Regions from separate parts of the Sus scrofa genome. Here region 2 is linked to region 1. A link is a contact called in public HiChIP or PLAC-seq data. All regions are on one chromosome and are shown on one strand. The core of a region is the stretch at or near the end of the contact, and the rest is flanking DNA. Distances in the headings are between cores, read along the strand shown.

Evidence for each region. HiChIP or PLAC-seq counts read pairs in DNA pulled down with a chosen protein or histone mark.
Region 2: an H3K27ac HiChIP or PLAC-seq map of skeletal muscle shows a contact between it and region 1. The contact joins the enhancer-like site here to the promoter of STAM in region 1. A contact is called at or near these places in 1 of 5 promoter capture datasets (fetal skeletal muscle), 6 of 47 Hi-C or Micro-C datasets (alveolar macrophages, embryonic fibroblasts, fetal heart ventricle and 1 more) and 2 of 2 datasets of contacts at active chromatin or transcription factors (alveolar macrophages and skeletal muscle).

The regions. Positions count from the first base shown.
Region 1 is chr10:43,943,890-43,948,825 of Sscrofa11.1, reverse strand. It overlaps STAM (signal transducing adapter molecule 1), which reads right to left and starts at 1,836. Exons shown (of 16, transcript XM_021064813.1): 1 at 1,576-1,836. The coding sequence starts at 1,615.
Region 2 is chr10:43,999,605-44,004,482 of Sscrofa11.1, reverse strand. It overlaps STAM (signal transducing adapter molecule 1), which reads right to left. Exons shown (of 16, transcript XM_021064813.1): 9 at 3,877-3,965; 10 at 1,334-1,421; 11 at 92-146. Among named protein-coding and RNA genes, the nearest start is that of TMEM236, 53 kb to the left of the region's middle. Within about 2 kb of position 1,817, at least 10 of the 83 cell types and tissues checked have an H3K27ac peak or open chromatin away from gene starts, as enhancers often do. A contact at or near this core is called in alveolar macrophages, embryonic fibroblasts, fetal skeletal muscle and 1 more, where this site is marked.

The sequences.
Region 1 (4,936 bases), core at 587-3,086:
CTGGCATAGGCTGGAGGCTACAGCTCCGACTGGACCCCTAGCCTGGGAACCTCCATATGCTGCGGGAGCGGCCCAAGAAATAGCAAAAAGACCAAAAAAAAAAAAAAGAAATGTATCTGAACCCAATGGAAATGTGGGTTCAAAAAGCAATAAGATATAAAAGTGACTGGGTAGTTTGGAAGCTAGATTATACACAACCATGAAAATCAATCAGATCAAGCTGCTGGAAATAAAAGGAGCAAGTATCAAGAAAATGTTTTATCTTAAGCATTTGCCCTGGAAATTAATGTAGTAAGTTACAAAACTGCCTGAGAGCAGCAACCACAACTTCTTCATCACTCTTATGCCACGCAGCAGTGTCCTGTCAAGAGTGTGTGCTAAGTCCTTTTTAAATTAAATGTAACTTCCCAATTATTTATTAACTATTACATATTAATTCACTGAACCACAAACAGTGAATCAATATGTCTTCCCTCTCTTTAGTTTGAGAACGTTGGGATCTCACTTTGAGCTGGGCAGTGTCAGAGGTAGGGCTGAACCCTTTTCTCATCTCAACCCAAACCTTCAAGTTTCAGTGGCATGCAGTAAGCTGGAGTTAAAAAAGCAAAATTCAATTCCTTCTTAATTAAAATAAACAAAGACATTAAAAAAAAAAAAACCTCCCTAAGGTTGCCCTTATTCTTCTTTACTAGAGTAACCAGACTTGGTTCTTAACTTGCTTTCATTCCACACGTGTGTACGTACCAAAGTAGGTCCCAAGGGGATTCAAAGCATTCCAAACTTCTCTCCCTGAAAACTCAAAACTCCTGTAATGATCACCCTCAGATCAGAAAAAATAAAACAAAATAAATACAAAGCTAACCTGTTGAATCGGTATGATCAGTATTTAAAACCAATGATTCAGAAAGCCCCGCCCCCCCCCAAAAGAGCACTTCAAATTCACAACAAATTAGGATTGTCAAAGTTCCAGGTCCTCTTCCACAATTCTTAAAGCACTGAGAGGAAAGCAGCCCAGTGGCTCAGGTCCTCAATTCGGTTTCTGTTGCTGCCAAGTATTCCATTTTCCTCTCTCTTTCCCCCAATACCTTTGAGAGTCTATCCTTAAACAGAAGCTCTCTCCTTCCGTTACAGTCCTAAAACGGATTTTTAAAAATCCTCTAAGGAAGCTAACCTAAAACCTTTGACATACGTCCCGGGAAACACTTTTTTACAGGGCTTATCATCCCACGCTGGCTGAGACTCCCTTGCTTTCAAGTGCGTTCACCCAGAAGCACGGTCCCGGCACCAAATGCTGTACCAGCTGTTCCTCCGCGGCCTCCCACATCCACCTTTCAAGCAGTTTTTTCCAAGCCCACAGCCCCAGCTCAAGGCCCATTTTGCAGGCTCCCTCAGTCTCATTTCTTTCAAAAAGGATGCGCCAAGCCCTCAACCTCCTCCAAACTCGTACAGAAAGAGCCTCTGTAAAGGGGAAGAACTCGGCCCCGGCCCGGGGGGCCCAGAAGGTCCGCGGAGAGCCGGCAGCGTGGGCTCGCGGTCCGCCGAGGGGGTGGGGCTGGGAGCGACCAAAGCACTCACCCACATCCTGATCAAAGGGGTTGGTGGCAAAGAGAGGCATCTCCACTGCGTGCAGAGGTGTCCGCAGGGACTCCCCCTCGACAGCACGGGAGTCAGGCTGGGACGTGGGAAAGGAGACTACTCAGGCAAAAACAGCGACGCAGACGGAGTCCACGGGGACCTCGGCAGCTCCTCCTCTCCCCGACCCCCAATTACCGCGGCGGCGGCGGCGGCGGCGGCGCGGCAAGAGCTGAGAAGCCGCGAAGGCCCCCTGCGCGCGCGGAGCCTGTCGGGAATCTAGGCGCCCTCGGCGCTGCCTGCCCAGAACCTGCCCGGAATCTGCCCCGCCAAAACAGGCCCCATCCCAGCGCCCCTTCCATCCGGCCCCCCTCTTGATTAGCCACGCGAGAGAGGGGCAGTGACACCTGCATTTTCTGCTTTAGCTTTGGCCGGGAGCCTCCGGAGGGCGGGGTCCTCCAGGCGCGCAGAAGCCCACTAGTGAGCCCAGGAGTGAATCAGAGAGTGAGCAGATAGAAAAGGGTCGTGTTTGAGTACAGGGAGAGCCCCTTTTCCCCTCTCTCTGTTGGTTATCATAATTTTGTGATCCTTGTGGAGGAGGATGGAAGTGCCTTCTCTCGGGCGCATCTAAGTAAAAAGGCTGTGAGTTCAGTTCGCTGTCTGCAGTGACCAGAAACTGGCTCAGGTTGAAGTCATGTGAGCGGGAGGGATTGGCCCGAATCCCTAAGAGGGGAGTGTCAGGGCGCGCAGCTCCCTCGCGGAGGCGAGGTAACCCTGGCACCTTCCCGAGAGTCCCCAGACGTCCGCTTCAGAAGCTCTGCCGAAAGCACTTCCAGTTGGGCGTTGGCACCTACTGACTAACTGTGCAGTCACTGTGTGTTTACGATGATTGGAAAACCAGTTGCACAACCCACGGTGGTCTATGATAACCCCCAAAACCGAGCAAAGAAAGAAAGAAAACAAAAAAAAAATGGAGATAGCGATTGATAGGTGATTCTTAATAACTTAAAATATTCAATGATTGTATTGTACGTTTACCTTAAGGATATATCATGTACGAATTTTAAGGAGTATCTTCTAGAGATCTTTACATCCCACTTGGAACATCTTACATGCATCTTGCATGTAAATTGGAATTATGTTAATGTATCAAAATTAGAGCACTTCCAAATGTAGCATATAAACGTTTACAACATGTCAGTAACAGGGATTAGTATTGTGGTATACGAAAAGAGTGCTTACAAAAATTTATTAAGAATGAAATCTCATTTCTAAGAGTGAAAAACGCAGATTAAAGTAGCATTTAGGTACGTTTTTGTCATTCAAAATGAAAAAGGATCATGGATGTGGAGAACTGTACACTTTGGTTGATGAAATTATTAGTGTCCCTAAGAGAAATATTTGAAAGTACGTAACACAAGCTTTTAAAAATGTGAATAGCTGTGGACCCAACAATTCTACTTTCTGGGATTTATCCTAAAAGCATTCGTTAAGAACATGATCAAAGATGTTTGTGAAACATTGTTTATAATGTCAAAGCATGGTTAAACACTAAAATGTCCAACATCAAGGGAGTGAACAAATTACTTCACCTCTTGGTGCCTCAGTTTCCTCATCTGTACAAAACAGGAATTAAAAATTGGGTTGTAATGATCCAATGGATGAACACAAATTAAAATACAAAATTAGGTGCCTAACATAGAGTAAACACTAAAAAGTGTAATTGCTTTAACTAGTATTGGTCAAGTAAATTATAGCACAAACAATGTAAAAATTCCCAGCTAATAAAGGTGATAATATATTTACATAGAAAGACATCTAAATATATCTGTTTTTAAAAACAGCTTAAACAACCATATGATTACAAAATACCCCAGATTTTTTAAAGTCTGAAAGGAAATAGGTGAGACTACAATGACCAATGACGTAATCATCTCCGAATGGTAATTATGTTCTTTGTTCATTTTGTTTTTCCGAAGTTTTTAACGAGTCCGTATTTCTTTCAAAAGCAGAAAAATTAACACAATATAAAAATATGCTATGTTAATACCATTGGTTGTTAACATTTTAAGGAGCCAGTATCAATGCTTGCTTGTGTTTCATTATGACAAGTATAGAATTCTTCCAAAACATCACTGTTGATATGTGAAGCAGAGCATTCTGTTTTAAAAACCGGTTCCTGATTACTGGGCTGACAGAGCAGGTAACAACTTGTCTACCTCAAATTCCTGGGCATTAGTGTCTGGGAAACATATCATAATCACCCTGTTTCAGAGCCAGATATTTATAAAAATGTATCTGAATGTTTTGTTTCACTGAATAATCCTTTTGCAGCAATAAGCTAGCAATCAAATCGTTTAAGCTTTAATCATCAAGATGTAAGCATTGGAAATAGTGAAGTAATAACACACCTATTCATCTTGATAGCATTATCCATGTATTCTGACCTATAAGCCTGGTTTTAGCTATTCCAGTCCTTTTTTTATTAATATGATATAAATAATAAACACTTTTAATATTGTTTAACATAAAGCCAAATATAAAAAGTGCAAGTATTTGGTATTTTGAGATTAGCTTTCCATTATTATCCCTTAAAATACTGAAACTACATTGAGTTTCACTTGTAGTTTTAGCATAGTTTTTAAAACATTGTAGAAATACACATTCAAGTGTTTCTATAATGTGTGTTTACTAAATTCTATGATTAATTTTTAAATGTTGGAGTTCTCTTGTGGTGTGATTTAAGGATCCAGTGTTGTCACTGCAGTGGCTTAGGTCACTGTGGCGGGGTGGGTTTGTTCCTCCGGCTTGGGAAAAAAAAAATTTGTTTTTAGATGTTTACTCTCTCTCTCCTTTTTTTTGGTTCTATTTTGAAAATTCTTCTACCTTAAAAAAATAAAGATAGCAACATACAAATGGAGTTACTCCAGGAAAAATCTACAATTTTAAGGTTTAGGAAAAGAAATATCCTAGGAACGTTACTAACACTTCAGTTCATACTCGTAGCATCTTTTAGATGAATTATTAGGTTCATCTGCTACTAGGTTTTTCTCCTCTCCTACTACTACGGACTAAATTGTGTCCCCACAAAATTCACATGTTGACGTCCTAACCCCCAATGTGATGCCATTTAGAGATGGAGCCTCAGGTCGATAACCGGGTGACTAAGTGTAGATGAGGACATGAGGATGCAGCGCTCAGGGTGGGATTAGTGGCATCACAAGAACAGACACCAGAGAGTTTGCTCTCTCTTCTCTCTGCCATGTGAGGACAGTGTCTGCAAACCAGGAAGAGTGTATTCCCCATTACCTGGACATGCTGGCACCCTGATCTCAGACTTGCAGCCTCCAAAGTAAGAGTAAGT
Region 2 (4,878 bases), core at 568-3,067, 56 kb before region 1:
ATAAAATACAAGGGAGCTCTATTTCAATGCACAGCCTAGCAAGACATGTAGGGAAGAAGGTACACAGTACAGATACAGCATCTGCTTTTACCTGTCAATATCTTCCAGCTTTTCATCAATGAGAGGTCCCATCTGGTGACACATGGCTAAGATGACAAAATTCGAAGAAATATAAGAAAATGTAGCAAAAGAAAGTGAGTTATGGATATTTGTATAATTTAAAGACATAAAAGATCTAATTTGAAATAATAAAAATTCTATTATAATGGGAGTTCCCATAGTGGCTCAGTGGTGATGAACCCACCTAGTACTCACGAGGACACGGTCCGATCCCTGGCCTCACTCATTGGGTAAAGGATCCAACATTGCCGTGAGCTGCAGTGTAGGTCGAAGATGTGGCTCGGATCCTGTGTTGCTGTGGCTGTGGTGTAAGCTGGCAGCTGCAGCTCCAATTCAATTAACCTTAGCCCAGCAAATCCAAGATTGATTTTCCTGGGTATTTATAATGTCAATACTTTTTTTCTTTTTGTCTTTTTAGGGCCACGCCTGAGGCATATGGAAGTTCCCAGGATAGGTGTCAAACTGGAGCTGTAGCTGCTAGCCTACAACCACAGCCATAGCACCGCAGGATCTGAACCTCATTTTTTACCTACACTACAGCTCACGGCAACCCCAGATCCTTAACCCACTGAGCGAGGCCAGGGATCGAACCCACATGCTCATGATACGAGTTGGGTTCACTACTATTGAGCCACAATGGGAACTCCTAACATCAATATTTTAGATTGATCATACAGATCTCAGAAAATTTTTAACACCAATTTCTATTTCACAACATTAAAAAAATGCTGAATAAGATCTTTTTTTTGTCTTTTTGCTATTTCTTGGGACGCTCCCACAGCATATGGAGGTTCCCAGGCTAGGAGTCTAATCGGAGCTGTAGCCACCGGCCTACGCCAGAGCCACAGCAACACGGGATCCGAGCCGCGTCTGCAACCTACACCACAGCTCACGGCAACGCCGGATCGTTAACCCACTGAGCAAGGCCAGGGATCGAACCCGCAACCTCATGGTTCCTAGTCAGATTCGTTAACCACTGAACCATGACGGGAACTCCAAGATCTTTAATTTGGGTAGAAAAGTGTAATAATCTGAATTCTACCAAAGGTTTAAATTGCATATGGATGGGAAACTGTTCACAAAACAGTGAGAAATGTTGATATTCTTTATATCATTCTCAATTTTATTTAAATACAAAACTACCTGTAAGAGAACACTAGATACAACCTCTTATTACTCCTTATTTGCAAGGCAAATGGAAAATAAGGCTCACCTTCAAGATGAAGTAACTCTGGAAGATCCGGCTGGTCATCACTGGGATCTGTGCTTTGCAACATCTGCAGCAATTGGTCCATTTTATCCTATAGGAATTAAACAGTTAATATAAAAAACAACAAATCTCTATGGGAAAAAACCTTCTCACCTCATTAATTAGATAATGGGTAGAGAAGGCTTATAATTCATACATACAAAGAATTCACTTTTCTTCTAGGTAAGTACTATCCATGTATTCACTTTAGAATCATGTGAAGTCAGAGCCTTGAAAGCTATTCCTACTTATTTTGGAAACTGCTAAGAGAAATTCTCCCAAAAGAGAAGAAACAGAGGAACACCTCAACTTACAACATGTGAGTTCTTTAGTCTCTTAGGTCATGCTAGTGGATTTCTGTCACTGCTTTGGAGCAGCTGTAGCCTGGCCAAGCTGACAGCCGTAACTGCTCTCTCAAGAAGGCACGGCTTATGACTAACAAGTCCGTTATGACTCCACCACGGAGAACACAGCAGCTGTTTCAGCGAAGCTCAGCTCAGCTATATTACAGCTGTTCTCCTTTTAAGTGGCACCAGAAGCAGTGAGTCTACATTCTCTATCCACCAAAGTATCAGTTTGTCACCAAAAAAAAGGAGGAAGATTTGTAGTTTCTCTATCCTCCTATGTGAAAGGGCAGAAGGCATCTTAAAGCAGTGATTCACATGTATCTCAGAATCTTTGGTTCTAAGACCAACAGAACTTATGCAGCCATCATTACAGAAAGACATACATTATATTAGTATAGATATATCTGTAGGTACAGCTCTCATGTACTAACGAATACTAACATAATAATTACAAACTTTTCTCCATTTGTGGTTTTTACTTATTTATGCTACTAAGCATAGCTACATAAGGTTAATAATTTCAAGACTACCAATTCGAAGCAAAATAGTTATTTAAACCAAAACAAAACTCTACAGTCTGCACAGGGGAACAGTTTGAGAAATAAGTTAATCACTAGAGTGAACGTGACACAGGTATATTAAAAAAAAAACTCTTCTCAAGTCAAAAGAATTTTGTAGTTTGAAATAGGCATTCATTTTTCAACATAAAAGACTCATAATTTTCACTTTAAGTGGTCTGAAAAAAAAAGGTACATGTCAGAAGTTCCCTGCTGGCTCAGTGGGTTAATAAGGATCCAGCACAGTTGCGGTGTTGGTTCAGTCCCCGGCCAGAGAACTTCTGCATGCTGCAATTACAGCCAAAGAAAGGCGGGGGGTGGGGGGGGGAGGCACATATCAGAAAGGTTTGCCTGCAAACAAACAAACAAACAAAAAGGAGGTGGGGATAAAATGGGAGTGAGAATCAACTAACACATGGGTAGCTTTTGTTCTGTTTACAGAATACTACACTGTATTTGAAATTACCTACTCTCACAGAAATAAGGTTTCTAGATAGAGCAACAGTCTGAGCCTACATGCGTTTTCCGATGTAATGATATTGGCCAAACCCCACATATTCCTTGGCTCTCAGCACAGTTTTCTATAAAAGCAGAAGAGCATTCTGTTTCTCTAAAAGAGCACTCTTCAACCTTTCTGCTTCTGGTTCCCCTAAAAAAAGGCTAAAAGGCTTACAAATCCCTTCACGTGTTTTAAAGACGACATCTCATTTTTCACCAGTAGTTTAAAATGTTACAAAGAAGTTCCCACTGTGGTGCAGCAAGATCAGCGCTGTCTCTGTAGTGCCAGGACACAGCTTCATTCCCCACCCGGCACAGCGGGGTAAGGATCTGGTATTGCCATAGCTGCAGCACAGGTTGAACTGTGGCTCGGATCTGATCCTTAGCCCAGGAACTCCACATGCCTCAGGGCGGCCAAAAAAGAATAAACAAGTAAATAAAAATAACAAACACATAAATATTATTAAAAAATAAAAAGTGACAAAGAATAGAATTTTCAGAGAATACGGATATTAAAAAAATAAAAGTCTCATGTTCTTTTGAATACATTCCCCCCCCAAAATCTCATTACGACTGTGTTTGTAATGGTAAAAAAAAAAAAAAAAAAAAAAAGAGCCACAGAAAAAAAAAAAAGAGCTAACAACAGAATGACGAAGCGATAAATCCATTCTATGGGGGTGAGCAATGAGATCCGGCTGTGTAAAACTGGGAACTATATCTAGTCATTTATGATGGAGCCTAATAATGCGAGAAAAAAGAACGTATATATGTATGTGTGAGGGGGTCACCATGCTGTACAGTAGAAAATTAACAGAACACTGTAAACCAGCTATAATGGAAAAAAAAAATCATTACATAAAAAATCCATTCTATGGGATGTTAAACAGGAATTAAAAATAACAAGTTACAACCACATGTACTGAGATGGTCAGAATGGGACTAGAAAGGAACTTTCGAGGAGAATTTCTGCTTTGTCAATATTGTTTGAATTTTTATAGAAGCAAAATACATGCATTAATCAAGCACTGAATTTTATTAAAGGAGAGAAGAAACCCATTTCAACTTCAATGCCGAGTATGACGCTCTCCTACGGGCAATCACTTACCTCATCAATATAGGCTTGTTCTGGCTCTGGTTCTATTGTTTCTACCTGAACATCGTCACTAAACTGTACCGTCTTCTTCTCCGTTTTGACTGTAAAACAGGTTAACATTTATCTTTTTCTTATCACAAAATTAAAATTTTATTTTAAAGCACTTTAGGTTCCAGGAAAGAACTTGGGCTTTTCTTATAGTTCCTTCAATCTGAGAGGCTCAAGTTAAGGGATGATTAGGTTACAGATTTACGCATTAATGACAGAACAGGACTTGATGAAATTCTACACAGATTTCCTCTTCTAAAGATTTTATTTTTTCCATGATAGATACTTCATTGCAAATAAGAGAGAGATTTCTGGAACAAAGATTAATCACCATTACACATCAGAGTTCAGTAAACTGGTGAACCAAAGACAAAGTTTTACAATGGCATAAACAAATTCTATTTAAAATATATTCTGTTTTCAAATTACCAGTCCTTTCAAAGAAAAACCTCTGTTTTCCACAGGCTACACTATTTCAATGTAATGAACCGGAAAACTAGCTACATATTCCCCACGCACCTCTCAGAATTTTCTTTTTAATAAGGGAATGACATCCAGGCCAGTGGAGACCTTGTGGCCTTGGCAGGGATCTGAATTTTTCACTAAATTGGTCTATATATTTTAGAAACATTATTTTTCACAATGAAAAGGTGATCATTAAGGGGGCTGCAAACCAGAAGCACGTAATTCTCGTGCTCTGCAAAGCAATCTTAAAAAAAAAAATTCAATACAACCTGAATCACTAATATAAGGTTATGATTAACACAGCAATTAATTTTCTCCAAAATAACACTGAGAGGCACACATAGCTTTAAAGGAATGAATATCCTTTTTGGATCTTTTTTCATCCTTTTATCAACGTGGTCAATCACTATTTATAAAAATATTAACAATCAAGATAGAAAGAGGTGGTTGAGAAAGGGGCAGAATTAAGGAAAGGAAATAATATTTATTAAGCTATTAAAT